2 separate regions of the Mus musculus genome follow, and region 2 is linked to region 1. The links are chromatin contacts, called in public promoter capture Hi-C maps. All regions are on one chromosome and are shown on one strand. Each heading gives the region's core, a stretch centred on a gene start, on an enhancer-like site or on the middle of the called end of the contact. The rest is flanking DNA. Distances are from core to core; before and after follow the strand shown. Region 1 overlaps Rora (RAR-related orphan receptor alpha). Region 2 overlaps Anxa2 (annexin A2).

Region 1 (4,544 bases), core at 1,114-3,613:
TCTCTACTCCTTTTCCTGAATGACACTGTCTGGAGTTCTGGCCTCTGTTTGCAACATTGACTCCAGACCTGTATGTGGGAACTGAATCTCCCAGAGCAGGTGGGGGAGTTGGCCACAGAGTCCAGCCAACTCTAATGGAAACAGCAATGTCTTTCCTGTGTTACCTTTTCTATCTTTTTTTTTTTAATTTAATGTTATTTTTTTCAGCAACAAAGTAAAGATTCCCTACTCCTAAGCTCTTCCTCAGCACTTCCTATGAACAAAAGGGCCTTTCTCCGGCCTAAGCATCCTCTCAGTGTGTCTGCAGTGGCCAAGCTGGGGGAGTGGGGTTAATGACCAGACATCCTACCTCCTACTCCAAATGACCAGACACCCTGTCTCTGATTCCAATAACCAGACACCCTGCCTTTTGTGTAGAGTGAGTTTTCATCTGGAAACGCCAGTAAAGTTGGACTCTGAGTGGTGTGGAGGCAGACAACACTCCAACTGACTCTGGCCCTGGGAGGTGGTTGTGCAATATACCTACCCCATTGCTTGGGGCAGCTTCAATGCTGTGGGCTACTCAGACAGTGGTGACCATGACATATGTAGTCTGTGTCCTTGGTGAGTGTATGCTGTGGTGGGTAATGTTTGAGTAAACATGCCAGCTGCCTTCATATAGGTAACTCCAGCAGCACAACCAGTCTGACAGAAGTAGGATGGCTTGGTGGATGAGCAAAAAGAGAGCTCAGTCACAGGCTTTCCCCAAACCTTGCTAAACGCCCTGCAGCAGGCCTAGAACGGATCTCAGAGGCTCTCTGGTCTCTCAGCACCCAGTATTGTCAGTATATTAGACAGGATGGAACTTTCAAGGTATACAGGCTCTTAGGGATTAGAGAGCTGGAGCTTTTAAAACTTCACACTGCTTACAGAGGACCTGAGTTTTAGTCACAGTGCTCATGCCAGGCCAATCAACCCAATCCAACACGCTCTACTGGCCTCCTGTACTCATGTGCACATACCCCCCACACACATACACACACACACACACACACACACACACACACACACACAGACATGTACTTAAAAGTCAAATTTTAAACAATATATGTGTATTTGTGTGTGCGTGTTCTATTTGAGATTCTGGTGATTTTGGTCTGATGGCCTTGGTGGATCGCATGTGCTGGTAAATTGTAAGCTGCATAGATGATTCTGATTGAGAAATCGCTTAAGTTCAACACCTTTATTTGATGCATGAGTCATCTGGGCCCCCAGTTGCCACACGGTGTTGAGGAGTGGAAAGCCCCAGCCTGCGTGTGGAGGGAAGCGGATGAAGGCATGGGCTCTAGTCTGGATCTGCTGCATGGTAACTGGCAGGTTTTCTTCGCTTGCCTTCTTGCCCTGTTTGTAAAATTAGAAGGTTGTGATTGACAGCTGCCAAGGTCTTTTCCAGAGTTCATGTTTCTATAAGAAAAAAAAATGTTTCCGTTACAGTTGAAAGGTGGGCTGGGGTCTCTCGTTCAAGATGTAGGAAAGGCACACAGAAGCCTGCTGACTTCTTTACTCCCTGTCCCCAACTATAACTGCTTAAGATACTTCAGTCGGCTAACCAGCTCCTTTTGGAAGTGAAAATTCTAAGGTAGAAAGAGGTAATTACTAATGCCAGCTATTTAAATACATTTTAAAACAAGAAGGCTTTCATTAATATTAACAAATATGCCTAAACTTAGTTCTGGCAAATTACAGCCCTGCTTTATCAAGTTCTAGCCCAAAGCCTTTTCCATTTTTGATGGTTGAGTTGAAACCTAGGAGTGGGGTATTAACTGAAAAATGAAGACCACCAAACAGCCTAAACCACTGTATTCCACCGTGATTGTATTCCCAACGGCACACTAAAGCCCCAGATCCCTAAGAGATGTAGTACACCCCCCCATTTCTCCCCAGTGATTAGCAGGCAGAAATGCTGTGCCTCCTGGGCCACCTGCTTAAAAACAAACAAACAAACAAACAAAACAACAACAGCAAACAGAACCAGAAGGAAACATGGAGATCTGTCCCTACTTCATCTGAAGCCAGAAATCCAAAAGAACTTGAGTTTTATTACAATGTTGATCGAAGGAGAAGGGTCTGTTAGACACCAGTTTCCTGTGATGTAAGTGAGGGTTGGGGTGAGGGGATGATATTTGACATTTCCAGAAGTGATTAAACAAAGTTTGGAAAGAAAAATCTGATGGGAGTCAGCACGTGAAATTAGAGTTGTATCTTCAACAGCTCCTTTAAAGACTGAGCACATTGCCTGTTTCTGGTTGGGTAGAAATTTAAAGGGAAAGCCAGGCTTCTATCCAGCAGAATCGTCTTAACAGAAGTTTCCTGTTTCCACCACTGCAGAGAAACAAAGTTGTTACAATGAGTTAAGATGGTTCAAACTTTTGGCAGCCTCTCCGCAGGCCCCTGCCGCCGCCGCCAACTCTTTTACAGTTTCTGTGTCGTTTCAAATGGTTGCTTAGGAGAAATACTGACCAAACTCCTCCTTTTGACTACTAAAATGGCTCAGAGAGTTTCTCGGGATGTTTTTATTTGCTAGAAATTTGTTTTGCAGTTAAGCTTCTCTTGTTGAGGGAGTTTGGTTACCAGCCATCTGACGATGCCTCGCCTCGGGGTGTTTACAGAAAACGTGGGTGCTGCAATTACATTGGAGCACAGCCCTCCCCCACCACAGATAGCATAGTAATCAACAGGAATGGGAAAACATGTATTTAAGGATTTGATGCTTGTAAAAAAGGGGCTGTAAAGGAACATGGTTGTTCAGATGTGAGAAGTGACTGGCGGCTCTCCTTATAGGCATGCTAGTAACAATAAAGTCTCCAAGTTCAACATCAAAGTCATCACGGTTTACTCCACCAGTGACTTGCACATCAAAGGGGAGCTTAAGACAAAGGGAGGAATGCTTTACCTCATGGCCAGATCCTTTAGGGGAGTGGGGGGTGGGGGGATGTGGCTTGCAGTTCCTCACTTCCTAAGGCAGGGCAAATGAGAACCAATTTCCCTCCTACCACTTGCCATTTACTTAGGAAAGATTCCTCACAGGAGAGATCGGATCCTCTTCCTTCAGGCAGCAAACTCGGTACCAAGGTGGGCATCTCAAACTTCACCTAATATGCCACATGAAATCCCCCACCAAATAGGACAGTTTAAACTGGGTGAGCTTGTAGTTGGTTGGTGAATTACCCTTGACAACATAATTTGGGACCTCGGTTTGCAATCTCTCTTCTCTCCTCCTCCTCCTCCTCCTCCTCCTCCTCCTCCTCCTCCTCCTCCTCCTCCTCCTCCTCCTCTCCTTCTCTCTCTCTCTCACTCTCTCATTAACCTTGTGGGTGGAGTCTTGCTGAATCAGACATGTGGTACTTAACAGGTGTGTGTATGTGTGTGTGTGTGTGTGTGTGTGAGAGAGAGAGAGAGAGAGAGAGAGAATGAAATTTAGACCTGTTAAACCAGCTCTTAATTAATCACCGGGTCTATGTCCCTGTTCCCCAACTCATGTCATGTATATTCCAAAATGCTGAGCTTAGAACAAGAGTCAGGAGCTGAAGACACACACACACACCCCTTGAATATTACATTGAAAATAAAACCAGCCATGCAAGTATTAGGGATGGTTTGAAATGATACGCTCTTTCTCTCCCCCCACCCCCTTGCCTTTGAAATGTGAGATTCTTTTATAGTTGAGCTTCAGTAATTTACTCATTTTTAAATGCTATTGAAAAATAGTAAGTAGTGCCCAGTGCAGTCATTAATAAATACAAAGCAGCCTTCTCTGGGCTCTGGGGAAACTTAATCAACACACAGTGTTACTAATTGATGCCATACTGAGCCTGCAGAAGCAACGGATCAGTAAACAGAAGTTAGAAAGCAAGAAGTTAGGGAACTGTAGGGATTATGTCGACATCAAGGGCTGGGAATTATAATAAGGCCTCTCTAGGGGGGTATTCATTTGCATGACGCTGAATTAGGACACCCGATTAAAGAATGCACCCCAAGTACTCATGGTGTGAAAGGTTTAAAGGAGGAATTGCAGGCAGGGGCCGAACTAGTCTCTTCGGGTGTTTTTGGTTTTGGTTTTATTTTGAGGGGGGATTTTAATTCATGATCGTTTGATAATTTTTTAATAACATGGTATAGTGGCTTCCTTTCTTAACAACAAAACGCTAATGAAACCAACTGCACAGATTTCTTTTTCTCTGTTTCTAGTGTGTGTGTGTGTGTGTGTGTGTGTGTGTGTGTGTGTGTGTGTGTGTGGTGTCCATACCCTACCAGTGGGTGTACATGAATCAGCTCTCCCCTTCCACTGAGGGTTCTAGGTGTCCACCCTGAGTCCACAGGGCTTCCATGGCCAGGACCTCTTCATACTGAGCCACACAGAATGTATATTGCATTCCCACAACTGAGTGCTTTAAATAAGTAAATAACAGCTGGAGGACAAGTGGGTGGAGACCGAATTAAACTAAACCTTATAAATCTCCTTCACCTCCACTCTACCAGGACACAAGCCTTGAGAAGATTAGACA
Region 2 (4,148 bases), core at 1,023-3,522, 180 kb after region 1:
GGTACTGAAACATTTGGGTGGCACTTCAAAACTCCCAATTTAGATTTAATTTAGATTAAAGCACTTATTCTTTTTTAATACAGTTGTAAAATTGATTATTAAAGTCACCTATTGAAGATTGAAAGCACAGGATGTATACTTTCCTTGTGAGACAATCTCATCTTCAATAAGTGTGGTTCTATTAATCAATTAGCTATTAAAATATAACTGCCATATTAAGCCTGACTCATTTGTCATGACAGCTGGTATAATTATAAAAATTATACCTAGCCATTTATACAGCCATAATCTTGCAATAAATATAAATAATTGTCTCTATTAATTCATTTTGAAGGTTCTGTCTATTAATTCTCCAGTTAAGTGGCAATTTGGGGACCTTCATTTAAAATCTTTGTTGTTCGTTCCATCTGACTGCCAGAGTTCCACACGTGTACCTCCCACTGTTGATTTTGGAAACCAATTTATGAATAAAATAGCTTTTTAAGTGCAAATATTTAAAGGGTTGAGGCCCAAGGTCCAAGGCTTTCTGGGGAAGAAGGTAATGAGGGTGCCTGTGTTTGGTCAGGAAGAGGGATGAGCTAGTCGTGACATTCTAGTATTGGGTTGGGGAGAGAGTATGTGGATTTCACTGTGTGAACGTCTCCTAAAGCGTGTGGTGGGGTAACTGTTCATAACTTGATTCTCCACAGGAGTGGATGAGGTCACCATTGTCAACATCCTGACAAACCGCAGCAATGTGCAGAGGCAGGACATTGCCTTCGCCTATCAGAGAAGGACCAAAAAGGTACTGGAACCTTAGTGTGGAGGGCAGGCCTTGTTGAGTTAATGTTCTCAGATATTGCCTGTTCTGTTCTTAATTAATATGTGTGTGTGTGTGTCCCTTGTTTGTGTTGCCCTGCATACCGTAGGGTGGCAGGCCCTAAAGCTTCCAGATGATTCCCCTGTCTTCAATTTCTATCTTGTCACAGAAATGCTGGGGATACCACATCTGGCTTTTTTTTTTTTTTTTTTTTTTTTTTTTTTTTTTTTTTACATTTAGCACCATTACCTGCTAACCCATTCTCCACCCCTACCCCGTCCAACATTACTTTTTCTTTTTGTGAGTTGTGGATCTTCTTTAACCAAAAGGATCCTTCTAGAACTCTTGGATGTCCAAGGTTTCCCTCTTATATCCTTGAGAGGGTTGCTGCTTTCATAGGTACAGCCGTGGGAGGTAGAATGGAAAGGTGACATCCTGGAACACACGAGGGAGGCATTCTGGAATAGACGACAAGGAAGAGAAGCAATGGTCCCACGGGTTATGTGCTGACTCTGTCATTGCTGTGCTTAGGTAGCAACTCACTTCCTCTCATGGCTTCTCTGGCTTCTTCGTCAGATGTTGTGAATGTAATTTCAGAATGGTTTCCTCCACTGGGCGTGAGTCCTAACGTGTGCTTCTCATTTACACTGAGGGGCTGGGGAGACAGCTCTGTTGGTAAAGTGCTTGTCACACAAGCATGAGTATCTGAGTTCAATCTTCAGCATCCACGTTAAAAGAGCTAAATACCCCAGTGCTAGGGACGCTAGATAGGATTCCTGGGGCTCCCCAGACAGTCAATTTAGCTGATTCAGAGAGCTCTAAATCTCACACACACACACACACACACACACACACACACACACACACAGCTTCTTTATCAGATTCATCGTGGCTGAAGTGCTGTGGTCCAGCCTGCTATCTTCAATAGGCTTCGCTCCTAGTGTTTATGGAGTTTTCTGTGTGTGTTTTCCCTTTGCTCGTCCACTCGTGGCTAAAGCAGGCCCCGTCTTGTCCACCTTAGTTTCCCACAGCACTAGGACATTTTACCTTTAAGGATATGCTACTTAATCTCTAACGCTTTGCTATTAAAAGCTTTTGACTTATATTCGGACAGTGCCATCAGGGTGACCTCATGCGGCTCCCGCCTGACTTGAGGCTTTCACTCCCCGCTACAGTAGCATTGACCTGAAAGAATGCCAGGAGAAACTGTGTGTCCCTGGAGTTGGCGTGACCACCAGGTCCTGGGAGTTCCAGGTCAAGCCTGGCTGAAGCTCTGTCCTCCGTGCTCCAAAGCAGTTGGGAAAGGACGTAAATGGGAAAGCAGCTAGCTCCCTTCATCCCACATGCATTACAATTCTCCTTTCACGGGATGACGTGTGTTAATCTTCTGCAGTGAGGCTCAGAAGGGAGTGTTTTATGTCTCTGGCTGTCCCAAAGGATCTGAGAGCTGCAAGAGCCAAGTTCCCGTTGGAACAGGAGATCCACTATTCTGGACTGAAGGAAATAACTGCTCATTCAGTGTGGCCTTGGAACTGTGTGTGCACACTGAGCTTGGCTTCATGTTAGGTAGCTGGAGAACGCAGATCCTGCAGAGCCTGTTGGAGTAAACACATTATTAGAATCATGAGAAGGGTCAGCAAACACACAGGCATTAGCGCGTGCTAAGGACAGCCCACTGCCCTGATGATACTTAATGGTCCAGGGTGATTATCTGTCACAGGAAGATGCCGCAACTGCCTGAGGTAATTTTCTAAAAGGACGTCCTAGTATTGTTTTAGGTGCACTGTTTGTCAAGACTGGTCTGCAGCAGTGGTTCACAGTCTGTGGGTCATGATCTCTTTCAGGGGTTGAGCAACCCTTTCACAGGACTCGCCTAAGACCACCGGAAAACAGATGTTTACCTGATGACTCAGAGTAGCAGCAAACACACAGTTATGAAGTAGCAACAAAAATACTTTTGTGGCTGGGATCACCGTGGCCTTTCTGACCAGGACAAAGAACCCTATTAAAGGGTTGCAGCACTAGGAAGGTTGCGAACCACTGGTCTAGAGGGACAGAGGGACCCTGCCCAGGTGGTGAGCTGCTGCAGATACTGTCACAGCTAGTAAAAGAGGGACACAGGGAGGAAGTTTGCATTTTATGCTTTGTCCCTTCAAACTAGTGCTAGACACAAGGTTTCTCTATGCAGAGAACAGTTGTTGTTCTATTGATCCCTTCTGGGATTTTTATTTGTGCTGAGTCCTATACTGGGCATTCTGAGCAATTCAAGTCAAAGTGGAAAAATCCAGTAGGTGCCCCAGATGTCCCCTGAGGTGAGAGCAGAGATGGGGGTGGGGGCGGGAGGGGGAGTGTCAAGGACAGACCAAGTTGGGAGTCACTTAACCTCAGGGTTCCAATTTGGAAAGCTGGTGTTATAATTGGTATGTGTTGTTTTAGAAAGACCTTCCTACCTCCCATGCATGGTTAGGGCATCAGCAGCCAGAAGGAGGAGGTGAATGGGCTGGGCCTAATGCTTGTTCGCATCCATGCCAGGTCTGACTTTCTTGACACTTGCTGTATGTTACCTTTAGAGGCTTGTGGAGCCTCAGAAATTGTTGGCCAGCCAGCCTACAGGGCCAAGTTCCAGGCCAACAAGAGACCTTATCTCAATCAGAAAGTGGAGGGCACCTGAGGAATGACAACTAAGCTTGTTCTGTGACCTTAACCCGCATATGCTCCTACACACACACACACACACACACACATGCAACACGCACACCCCACATAAAAATAAATGCAGTTCAGTTCAGTGCAGCTGTGGCCTAGTCCATTCCCATGGCTGGTGAGTATCCAGTCGCCGAGGAAATATCTTTAAGAGCCACCCTGAATTAAGGATATCTGTCTACATATCTGAGTGCTGCCTCAGACCTCCGACTTTATTAAAATTGTGTGTTCATGATGATAGTGGCGTGATGATGACACTGTCCAACAGGAAGTTGAAAGGGACTCTGAGGGGCTGGAGTTCACATCATATTCATCACCGCCCCAACCTGGAGGAGATGGGAGATGGCTCAGGGCGAGGTGCGGTGTTTTACATAGGGAAAGCTCAGCACCCTCCCCCCCACCCCCGGCCTCGCTAGCACAGCTAGCTCCAGGCTACAAGGTCCCACCCTAGAGCAGCATCACAAACGCCTTCCCTGGGACCTCTATAGACCTGCAGGACTCCACTGGTCTTTCTACCTCACTTCTTTTCAGCTTGACTTGGAAATCTCCCTGAGACTCCACTCTTAGCTCTCCTCTCAGGAGCTATCAGCTACAGCTACCTAGTGATCAGCCTGGGTGTTAGTGGATTCCCTTACCATGTGGTTTC

Evidence for each region. Capture Hi-C pulls out chosen DNA fragments and counts their contacts.
Region 2: a contact with region 1 is called in a promoter capture Hi-C map of adipose tissue. The contact joins two enhancer-like sites. A contact is called at or near these places in 7 of 484 Hi-C or Micro-C datasets (CD8 T cells, Th17 cells, effector CD8 T cells and 4 more), 4 of 115 datasets of contacts at active chromatin or transcription factors (the SCID.adh cell line, effector CD8 T cells and embryonic stem cells) and 3 of 9 other capture datasets (adipose tissue, liver and pancreatic islet).

Annotation. Positions count from the first base shown.
Region 1 is chr9:69,299,213-69,303,756 of GRCm38.p6, forward strand. The region is part of intron 2 of Rora (RAR-related orphan receptor alpha); the gene reads left to right. It overlaps Gm46153 (a long non-coding RNA gene), which reads right to left. Exons shown (of 2, transcript XR_001779364.2): 2 at 1,208-1,443. Among named protein-coding and RNA genes, the nearest start is that of Gm46153, 4.1 kb to the right of the region's middle. Within about 2 kb of position 2,364, at least 66 of the 459 cell types and tissues checked have an H3K27ac peak or open chromatin away from gene starts, as enhancers often do. A contact at or near this core is called in the SCID.adh cell line, adipose tissue and uterus, where this site is marked.
Region 2 is chr9:69,475,364-69,479,511 of GRCm38.p6, forward strand. Anxa2 (annexin A2) reads left to right here. Exons shown (of 13, transcript NM_007585.3): 4 at 690-784. Among named protein-coding and RNA genes, the nearest start is that of Mir3109, 20 kb to the left of the region's middle. Within about 2 kb of position 2,273, at least 76 of the 459 cell types and tissues checked have an H3K27ac peak or open chromatin away from gene starts, as enhancers often do. A contact at or near this core is called in the SCID.adh cell line, adipose tissue and uterus, where this site is marked.